3 separate regions of the Zea mays genome follow, and all the other regions are linked to region 2. Evidence: chromatin contacts called from public Hi-C data. All regions are on one chromosome and are shown on one strand. Each heading gives the region's core, a stretch centred on a gene start, on an enhancer-like site or on the middle of the called end of the contact. The rest is flanking DNA. Distances are from core to core; before and after follow the strand shown. Region 1 holds the start of LOC100285248. Region 2 holds the start of LOC103639563 (protein MODIFIER OF SNC1 1). Region 3 holds the start of LOC100275316.

Region 1 (3,327 bases), core at 354-2,853, 430 kb after region 2:
TGATACATAAAATCAATTTTCATTCATCACTCTATATATGTAAGATAGACTTATATCTAAATTTTAGAAAGTGATGAAATGTTAAATTCCAAACCAAATAGTCTATCCTATTAAGTAGATTCCAGTGATATAAAATAAAGGTATCCAAACTATCTTTTTTTGGTTGTGGTGTCTAGAATTATGTTTATCGTGAGCAGTACACATCTAAGGGCTAGTTTGAGAGTCACAAAACCGGAGGGGGTTGAAGGGGCTAAAAAACTAGCCGTAATAGGAGACAACTTACCTTAGTTTTTTTCACGGGTAATAATTGAGCCAAACCAACTCTAAAATTTTATAACTAGAGAATCAGCAAGTTAAAGACATTTATTTTAGAGTAAAGTACATTATCGGTTCCTAAATTTATAGTGATGTATCATTCCGGTCCTTAAACTATCAAAGTATATATCTAAATTCTAACCTTATGAAGTTGTATCATTCCGGTCTCTAAACTCTTAACATGCACATTTCGCTCCGTGCATTTGAGTCTCTAAATTTGTTTTTGGTGTCATCAATGGTCCAAATTATCTGAACATGTATGACATCAAAAAAAATTATAGACCCAGATGATACGACCTTAGAAGTATATGGACTAGAATGTGTATGTTGAGAGTTTAGAAAACGAGATGATACAACTTTATAAGTTTAGAAATCTAGATATACACTTTAAAAGTTTAGGTACCGAAATAATACAATGCTATAAGCTATATAAGTTTAATGACCGATAAGAGCATCTCCAAGAGTCTCTTTATTTTTTATTCTCTATTTGACTTTTTATTTGTCTTTTCATAAAGATTAAAATCTATCATTCGAACGGATTCTCTAACATACAAGTTAGCTTGACTAGCCAGAGTTGCTAGCTAAATTTGACTAGTGAGAAAGCTAATTTAGTGAGCCAGATAGGTCTACAAGTTAAATGACTAGTCTGTTGAAGACCTATTTTACTATTAAATAGCTAAAATTTAGCTTGACAAACTATTTAGCTATATCTTAGAGATGCTCGAACGTAATTTACTCTCTATTTACTTTAGCAACTCTTGCTGGTTTGTAGGCGGTCTTTTGCAACCTGGCCAAGCTTTAGGCCATGTTTGGTTTCTTTAGTCTAGGGACTAAAGTTTAGTTAGAGGACTAAAGTTTAGTCCCTAACATATTTAGTTCTAAGAGCTAAAAATAGTAAAAATATACTAAATGACTCATAAGAAGACTAAAATGGCATTTAATATTCTCCTGCTATTAGTACACTTGAACTAAATGAGGGGTAAATGTGAAATTAATATGGTTTAGTCTCTTTTAGCACATATGTGAAGGACTAAAGACTAAATCATTTTAGTCCATATTTTAGTCCTAGTGTTTAACAAAAAAAGAGACTAAATGGGACTAAAAACTAGAGACTAATCTTTAGTCCCTCTAACCAAACACCCCCTTAACTGTCAAATTTTACATAAATAAACTGCCAAATTCACAATAGAAATACCTCAAATAGAATGTTGTTTTCCTCAAGACATGGTCAGCCACTACCAAACACCTCACGAGGGAAACAAAACCAAAAAACAAAACAAAGCGCCTAAGGTCCCAAGAGTAGAGTTGGATCTCGCCTTCTCCCTGTCGTACCCAACGGCGTTTTCCCCTACATTGTCCTATCATGCTTGCCGGAGGATTCGAGCTACCGCGGCGGCAGCGGTGACGTATCGGTATCGGCGGCAGCGATGGCGGCGGCGGAGTGGGACAGCCGGAGCGTGGCGAGCCCCACCGGGGATTGGCCACCGGCGGCCGCCGCGTCCCCGATAAAGGGGAAGGCGGCACTGCCGGAGTCGGATGGAGGTGCCTCGGCGTCCGGCTCATCGGAGGCCAAGGTCGACGATGGCAACATCCAGGAGGCGGAGTCGTCGCTCCGCGAGGGTCTCTCCCTCAACTACGAGGTCTCGAAATCTCTTCGGCCCTGTAGCTCGTTCTTGGCTTGATCTGGGAATATGAATCCAGTTATTTGTGGCGCGGTTTGGGCAAAATGGTGTGGGAAGATGGAATCTTTTTTTGGGTGAATGCGAGTCCGTACGACGCTCTTTGTTGCACTTTGGGGGAGATCGGGATGTGGCGAAATTTTGCGCTCCAAAACTACACGCTCTCAAAAAATGGTGTTTTTATGTTTGGTTTCTTTCATTTCATCTGGAAGGGGCTACTTCTGGGAGATCGACGAAGCTCTTTTCATGGGTTATGGTGACCATCCTAATGGGAATGTTTTTCAGAACGTCGAGTGGATTGGTCTAGTTGAGCACCATTTTTGGTGTTGCGATCCTGAATTTGTACTGGGAGAGATTGGACTTTCGTGAAGATGCATTCATCTGGTAAATGGTGGGAATAATTATTGCATACAATCAAAATTTCTATTTTTTGTGGAGAGTTCCAATATTAAAAACAAAGTAATATATAAGTTGTTGTGTTGTTCATATACATAATTGTCAGAATTCAAGTGAGGATAAGTTTGTAAATGATCTTTCTTTTTGCTAAGTTATGTGGGCAATGGTCTACAACAATAACAACAACAAAGCCTTTTACTCCCAAGCAAGTTAGGGCTACCTAGAATTGAAACCCAACAGAAGCCCATGTGAGCAATGGGCTAATCATTTGAATTATGATTACTGTTTAATTCGAGGGTAATGTTATTGTGTCAATTTGTGGCTCACTGTGTAACTATGAGATCATGATTCAGTCACTGAGTTCTGGCTATGTGGTGCTGTCTTGTGAACTTGGCATTGGGAGATAGCATATGTGTCTGTTGGTTTAGCTGTAGGATTGATTCACCAGTGGCTTGTGATTTTATTTGGTGTTAGAATCTACATGTCATTCTAGAACTAGCAAGGGTGGTGCTGTTTTTGGAGTTCAAATCAGATAGTATTATAGTAAGGTGATTTTTTTGTTGAATTTAGAAATAATTTGCACTATCTACAAATGAGAATTGAACACGGAAAATAATAGCTCTTTGTTTGGTTGGATAGTGGCATGATCTTATGTTGATGTTTCTTGTGGCAACAGACAAAAGGATGACCATTCCTCTTGTTTTCTATTGTTCTCAAAAACCGTAATGTAAAGATAAGTGTGCACATTCAATTTTGATGCTGTAGTTTTATTGTTTTATGCTGGAATTTCAAAGCATCGTGGGATGATTATTTTTTGTTTAGTTCAAGTTGGTACTGTTCTTCCTTAATGTTTGTTGTGGCGAGAGGATTTTCCGTTCAGTTTCTTCATTTTTTTTCTATAAAATGAAAATGCAGTTTTGGTTCCAGATAATGTTGA
Region 2 (3,290 bases), core at 146-2,645:
CTAGTTTCAATCTTGTGTTCAAAATGTTGACACCAATGGTCAAGATAAGAATAAAGTTTAACATGACAAACCTACAATAACTTATATTTGTGATAAGAGATTAGTACAAATAGAGCATCACAGCTTTTTACTAAGCACACCATAAAACCACAAATAGATCCCAAAAAAAGTTAAGCAAAAAAACAGAAGGCTTGATTGAAAGATGGAAAAGGGTAAGCAAGCTATCAAGACAGGAGGACCATGTGCACAAAACCATAAGCATAAATCCAGAATTTCAGAACGAACTCACAGCAAGAGCATAAAATCACTACATCCTTCATCGACCTCTGTCCACACAAGTTGGATTACCGGACAAATCCAATGGCCAAACTGACAAAATCTTCATATAATTGTCACCAATAAAACACTTTGGTTCCAGCATGATGACACAAGTGCCACGCCAGCTGGACTTTGTAGCTCCATTAAGCCGATTGGCCAATCAGCAGCTCAATATCAAACCCCACCATCCAAAAGCTGGAATAATGGGTATTTTGGCACTTAAAACATTGACTCCTTGTTATAAATGCAACTGTATCTATGAATTGTGGGTCTAGCTGAGTCTATAGAATGTGGTCCTGATGACAATTTTGTGAACCCCTTTTGTTGTAATGGCAAATATCCAATTAGCATCTATACCTCCAAAATAAATTGACAGAGGCTGCTGCTCCCACAACCTCACTACACCAAATAGATACTAATTTTCTAGTTTTTTAAAGAAAAAAACACAGGTATCAATGCACAGGCACTACACGATCAAACCAGAATTGCGAATGGAAAATTTAAGAAAATAATTGTAACGTGTGGGAGCGTGGGATGGAGACCACGAACCTCCTGTCCGTGGTGAGCAGACTCGAGGCCATGGCCCCTCTTCCCCGCGAAGAAACTCCCCCGGAAAACGCCTCTCTAATTCCCCGGTGATAAATCGAGCGGGGTCAACTGCGTAGCGCGACCGAGGCCGCGGAAGATCGAGATCTCTGGTGCTGCCTCCAAGGGGGCGCGGGGAGACAGGGGAACGCCGAAACCCTAGGGGTCGAACGGAGAAAGCGATCAGCGCGGGAAGCGGTCCGCTCGGATCAGCGGCGCACAACGCGAACGCGGATGCCGCGGGGCAGGAAGGGGTAAACGGCTCCTCGTCGCGCTGCCGTCCGGCGAACGGCGGCGGGGGAGGAGGATGACAGGTGGGGCCCCCTCGTCGGAGTCGGCGGCGGAATGCCGAGGCGACGGGGGAACGGGGAAGAGAGAAGGTTGGAGAGGGCCAGAGGCCAGAGGGGTTCGTGAGAGCGAAAATAATAAAAAGGGTCAGAGAGGACGGACGCGTGGCATGGCGTGAATGGACGCGGGGACGGGAGCCCGTGCGCTCTCCTGCACTGGCGGTGGCGGAACAGGAGCGGAGGGAGATTCGTAGATGGTAGAGACTGGCGGTGGGTACCCGTAGATGATTTTTTTCAAATTTTTTGAATTTAGAACGAATTTGAAAAAAAAACCGGTGGTTAACAAAAACCGCACTCCGTCGGTTTTTATCGGTTTTGTAAACCTTGGACACTAGACAGGTGAATTGAGGGCTTGACTGCTTGAGGGTCTATGTGGAAGTAAAATATTTTTTTATTTTTAGGTACTATGGTTAGTAATAGTATTTTATATCATAAAGTGTTTGGTTGGTATTTGGTTGTGATTCTAAAAATTTTCAAAATCATGGTATTTTGAAAAAGGTCACTTGCGTTGTCCTTCAGGGGCGATACGGGCGGAAACTCATGTCGTGTCGCCCGTAATCGTCGCCCTTCTCCACCACTTCGTCGTCGTCTGAGCACACGGCTGGGAGACCCGTGTCGATGCTAGGAAGGCGGCAGCGGGGCTCAATTCAGCCTCTCATGTCTAGAGATGTCAATGGGGTATTCCCCACAGGGTTATAGCATCCCAGACTCATCCCATCATATCTGATCCATCCCCATACACATCATCATACCCATCATGGGTGCAAAACTCATCTCCATTCGGGTTTCGGGTCCCCAATGGGTCCACATCCCCAATTAAAGGATAACTAGGTACTAACAGCTAGTACAAACTATCCAGATTTCATACATCACCACATCGGCAAGCACTCATCCATGAACCATGATCCATTCATCCATCCATAAAAAAACTGTACTTCAGGACCAATAGAAGAAATGGAGAAATAGAGTCTCCTTACCTTCCTTGGTCACCATCCGAGTTCGTTGGCGTCTGAGAATCCATGGTCGTTACCGTCGTCCTAGTCTCCTAGCAGTCGGCGTAGTGTATGGCTGGTTATTTTAGGATTTCGTTTTTTGCTATTCTGCTAGTTGCCTTGTTAGGCTAGGACCTGGTGTTTGGTGCGCTGCCGTGCTGGGTTTGGTGGCCGGCTCGACCTCAACTCATTCATACAAACAGGACAGGTGTACACATATGAAATATCCATGGGTAATCAGGTTCGGATTATTGCTTCCCAAACCCATACCCGTTTACCCAATGGGTGGAGATTTTGTCCCATATCCATACCCATGGGGACATTTTTTGTCCCATACTCGTACCCTAATAGGGGAATTCCCCACGGGTTAGCCAGTATCGGGTCCCCATTGACATATCTACTCATGTCCCTTCTCCCCTCCACCTCCCTTTACCTTCAAGCTCTAGTCGATAATCGCCCCGTTGCTAGAGCCTCGCCGACGGCAAGATCAGACGCCCCTAAGATGGATCTGGGCCGCCCGAGGGTGGATCTAGCATGCCGTCGCAGTTCCGGTATACCCTTGGCCATCGGCTGTAGTTGTTGCGGTCCTCACCCTGGCAGCGCGTGGGCCGCGGCGCGCCCCTCTACTCGCCCCGGCCATAGCGGGGTGGTGGAGATGGTGATCATACTGCTGACCACGTTCGTCGTGTGTGTCATGTACGTTGTCGGCCTCAACGCATTGGTTCAGATCTATAGTTGAGTCTAGGCCCTACTACTCCCCTCCGCCCCACACCTTTTCCTCCGCTCAGTCCCCCGCTACCGCCTTCCAGTGGCCACGGACCTTCGCCACATGTGCTCCACTGTTGTTTTCCGTCTCCGTTCCCTGTCTTTGCTATCGAAGTTTTTTCCCTTGACCTCCGGCAAGGTCTCTATGATTGAGTGCTTCTTTAGCCTCTATATCATCGACTCCTTGCCCTCGGGCCACCCAAAACGTTGTGCCGACACTTGTGTCCAAAGGTTCGGGTGGCCGTGCAGCGACGACCACGTTGGTTATGGGCGAAAGCGTTGC
Region 3 (3,694 bases), core at 312-2,811, 410 kb before region 2:
CAGCTGCTAAAGCAACGGTACAAAGTTTCACTTTCTGTAACTTGGTTTCCTAGTTCCTTGTTCCAGGACTTCACCAATCCCAATTTAGAAAGGGAACTAGTTTTGACTTTTTAAGATTGAACAAAAATGAGATTCAACCTCGAAGGAACTAGGAGGTTTTTCATTAAGAGAAATAAGCAGCTAAATTCAAGCCGAGAGAAGACTTGTGTGGATGGGTGCAAGACCACACATCCCACCTAACCAGTTGGCTCATTCCTGGCTTTCTAACTATCACCTACAAAAATTACAGAGAACAGGATAGACTCACCTATTCTCCTCAGAATGTGGGAGCACTGAGAGAAATTTCGCTGGAACAGCAAGACCTGCCCACATGCACAAAGCCAACCCTAGGAGCAACTCCATCATCACCTACACGATTAGAAGTATACCATAAGGGAAGCAAACACTCCCATGTTTGGTTGATAAAAGCAAAACAGCAAACTAAAACAAAATGGTTTGCACAAAAGACAGTACAGAAGGATATGTAGCACATACATGATACATAAGCACCTCACAACCTCATACATATCAGAATGCCACATGTTCTGTTTTAGTTACACAGCATAATTGTTTGGACATACTGTAGCTAACGACAAGCTTCTCAATCACATAACTGCATAATTCATGGTTCACACTTACGCTACAGTATCAAAACTCAACCTTCTAAAAAGTTACCAGCCCGAGCTGCCTAGGTAGCTAGAGATAGAATTCTATACACACAAATATTCCAGTATATTGCAAATAGGGAAACTAGAATAAAAAGATTCCCTGTGTAACTGTGTTGAGAATACATACATCCATGGGCGGCCGCGAGAACTCCTCCTCCGTGATCTTGAGCACCGCCCGGTCTGTAATAACACATAAAACATCAATCCGTCAAAACTAGCCAGCCAACAGCAGCATCTAGTTCGAGCAAATTGTCCAGGAATCTCGCCGGCGCTGAAACGCAGATCAATCCTACTGGTGCACTGCTGAGCCAACCACACAGCTCTCGCCGGGTGCGAGAGCACCAGGAACACAGAAGCTCGTGAACTAGATCTAAACCCCGCCCCAATTCACTAAGGCCTCAACGACGCGCTCGATCTGAGAGCGCTGCGGGTGCCAAAGAAGTGAAGAACCGAGAGTCCACCACTGACCGCAATCCAGAATCAGATGGAAAATCAAAGGTGCCTTAGGAAAACGGAGATCCACGGCAAATTTTGGTGGGAGCGCGGCGAGGGGATGGGATGGGAGAAGGATGGAGCGTACACTGGATGGTGGCGTAGGCGGCGTGGGCGAGGATGGCGCCGCCGAGAACGCCCACTACGTAGCCGATCCCCATGGCGACCGCCGACTAGGCTAGCGAGTAGCGAGCGAGGTTGGCTGCTTCTTCCCCCTGTTCGCCGCGCCTGAACTCCTGATGCTCCGTGTAGGCGCGAGCGCGGACCGGCGGTGGGCGCGGCAGGCAAGCACGGCCTGGGGCGCCGGAGGCGAGAGGCACGCGAGGAGAGGGCTAGGCGCGGGCGGTGGACGCGAGACGAGAGGAGGTGCGGGGAAGAAAGATGGACCCAAGTTCATGGTTAAAAAGGTAGGGGTAGAAAAGACTTTTCCCCAAAGCCCCACCAAGCTAGGCCGATGACCTCAACTCAAGTGTGGCAACCGATAAACGTAAAAAAATTCTACTATCTATAAGGTCGCAGATATAAAATCTTATATATATCCGTACCAATATAAATAATTTTACCTGTCAGATTATTCATAACTATTTAAAAGCCTAAAATACTAAAGTGTCAATCAAAAAAAAGTCAAACAAACATGTAAAAAATAAGTTCAACTTAAAATACAATAAACCATTTGGTTACTGTTGATGATCTTCTTCTCCGCCGAAGGTCTTCAAGACGAAGACATCGTTTGTAATCGATGTTGGGGGGTCTTCTTCTCGCCGAAAGCTCTTAAGACGAAGGCTTTGCCTGAAAATGACGACGATGAATACCGAAGCTATAGCCGAAGAGCAACAACTTCGGCTTAAAGTGGCGACGAAGATCAAACATGATGCCTAACCGAAGAGGAAAAGACTAGTTAGTCCCTAATGATTTATGTCACAATTATGAGTACATGTTAAGGTCACAAATGTATTTTTACTCGGGATGTGTCCCGTGTCCATAAATAGGTGAACAATATCCCTTCACGCTGGATTATAATTGCTCTCGCGTCAACGCCTTCAAACAAGCCGAAGGTATCCATGTAATATTAATTATGTTAATGTTCATGTGTATATCATGAAATGTATATATGAATGAATTAATTTTATATAGTGTCTCTATGAATTTCTATTCTCACAAATCATGAGGGTGTATCCTTCATGACCTTCGTCCGAAGATCATTATATCCGAAAGGAGATAATACTTTAAAGGACGAAGGTCCTTAATCTTTAACTATTGTGTTGCCTTGTTCTTTAATCGCAACATTTGAGAACAAGTGATCAACATTGGCGCCCACCTCAGGTGAACTCAAACGACCACGTTCGGCAACAGCTCGAGCAACCACCTTCGTCATGCTACCGAAGAAGGCAATAGCGCCAGGGGCTGCCCTCGCACCGCTGGACATCAACCAAGAAGGGCTCCCTCTGAGAGAAGCCCGAAACCAGAAAAGAAGGCCATCAGCCCAACACCATAAGAAGATGAGCTAGACCAAGAGATCAGAGACCTAGAGGCCATCCACCAACAAGTGGAGAGAAAGAGAGAGAAAATGCTTCAGCTAGCTGAACTTCAGAAGAAGATTGATGAAGCTGCCGAAGAGATGCGCCATATCACGCAAGACGAGCAAGGACGAAGGCCACAACAGAGAGAGCTTTGTTAAGAAAGCCCAAGCTATGATGATGTATGGTATGATGATTTCCATCATGCTAACTTTGCTTTTGATGATGCTTCTCCTCTAGCAGAAGAGTTGCAGGCTACCCAATGGCCACCATCGTACAAACCACCACAACTCCCCATGTATGACGGGCATTTCGACCTGAAGCAGTTCCTTATGAGCTATGAGGCGACCATATCATCATATGATGGCAACAATGTTGTCATGGCGAAGTCCTTCGTCATGGCAGTCAGGAGTGTGGCTCAAACGTGATATTCTTCAGTGACGACAGAGGAAATCAAACTCAATGGCATCAGCACAGCTCCCAATCTTCAGGGACACAACAAAGCTCTTTCAGGCCACCAGCTCCAAGAGGTAGAGGAGGTAGAAGCTTTGCTGGAAGATTCAACTCCCAACCAAGAAGGTTGTTTTGCCTATTCTGTGGGGAAGATAAGGGGCATACAACAAGGACATGCCAAGTCACGATTCAGAAGCAAAAGGAAATAGCTGAAGCCGAAGCACGACATAATCAGCCGAAGCAGGTCCTGCATACTGCTTCGTGTTATTCCCCATACATCCCCGAGTATGTGGGCAACCAACAACCCACAATATCAGTTGCTTCGGCAAGTCACTCACAAGCTGCACAGGCCCCCTACCACCACCACCACTCATGGCTCCAACCTCGTCTCACAACCAGCAGCCAAAAGGGCACCGCCAGATACAACAACAATGTGATGCACGTGAAGAGTCTAAAGCTCGGACAGTCAACAACACTGTACCAAAGTCGAGACACATTTACCGAAGCAATACAGGGGCTCAATCA

The links. A called contact is a pair of places that touch in the nucleus more often than the background predicts.
Region 1: a Hi-C map of ear shows a contact between it and region 2, with 2.5 times the contacts expected there. The contact joins the promoter of LOC100285248 here to the promoter of LOC103639563 in region 2. A contact is called at or near these places in 2 of 25 Hi-C or Micro-C datasets (ear and tassel).
Region 3: a Hi-C map of ear shows a contact between it and region 2, with 2.1 times the contacts expected there. The contact joins the promoter of LOC100275316 here to the promoter of LOC103639563 in region 2. A contact is called at or near these places in 3 of 25 Hi-C or Micro-C datasets (ear, leaf and tassel).

The regions. Positions count from the first base shown.
Region 1 is chr1:152,859,506-152,862,832 of Zm-B73-REFERENCE-NAM-5.0, reverse strand. It overlaps LOC100285248, which reads left to right and starts at 1,603. Exons shown (of 5, transcript NM_001158142.2): 1 at 1,603-1,955. The coding sequence starts at 1,743.
Region 2 is chr1:153,293,814-153,297,103 of Zm-B73-REFERENCE-NAM-5.0, reverse strand. LOC103639563 (protein MODIFIER OF SNC1 1) reads right to left here and starts at 1,395. Exons shown (of 9, transcript XR_559530.3): 1 at 868-1,395.
Region 3 is chr1:153,703,816-153,707,509 of Zm-B73-REFERENCE-NAM-5.0, reverse strand. It overlaps LOC100275316, which reads right to left and starts at 1,561. Exons shown (of 4, transcript NM_001149422.2): 1 at 1,288-1,561; 2 at 835-887; 3 at 308-408. The coding sequence starts at 1,360.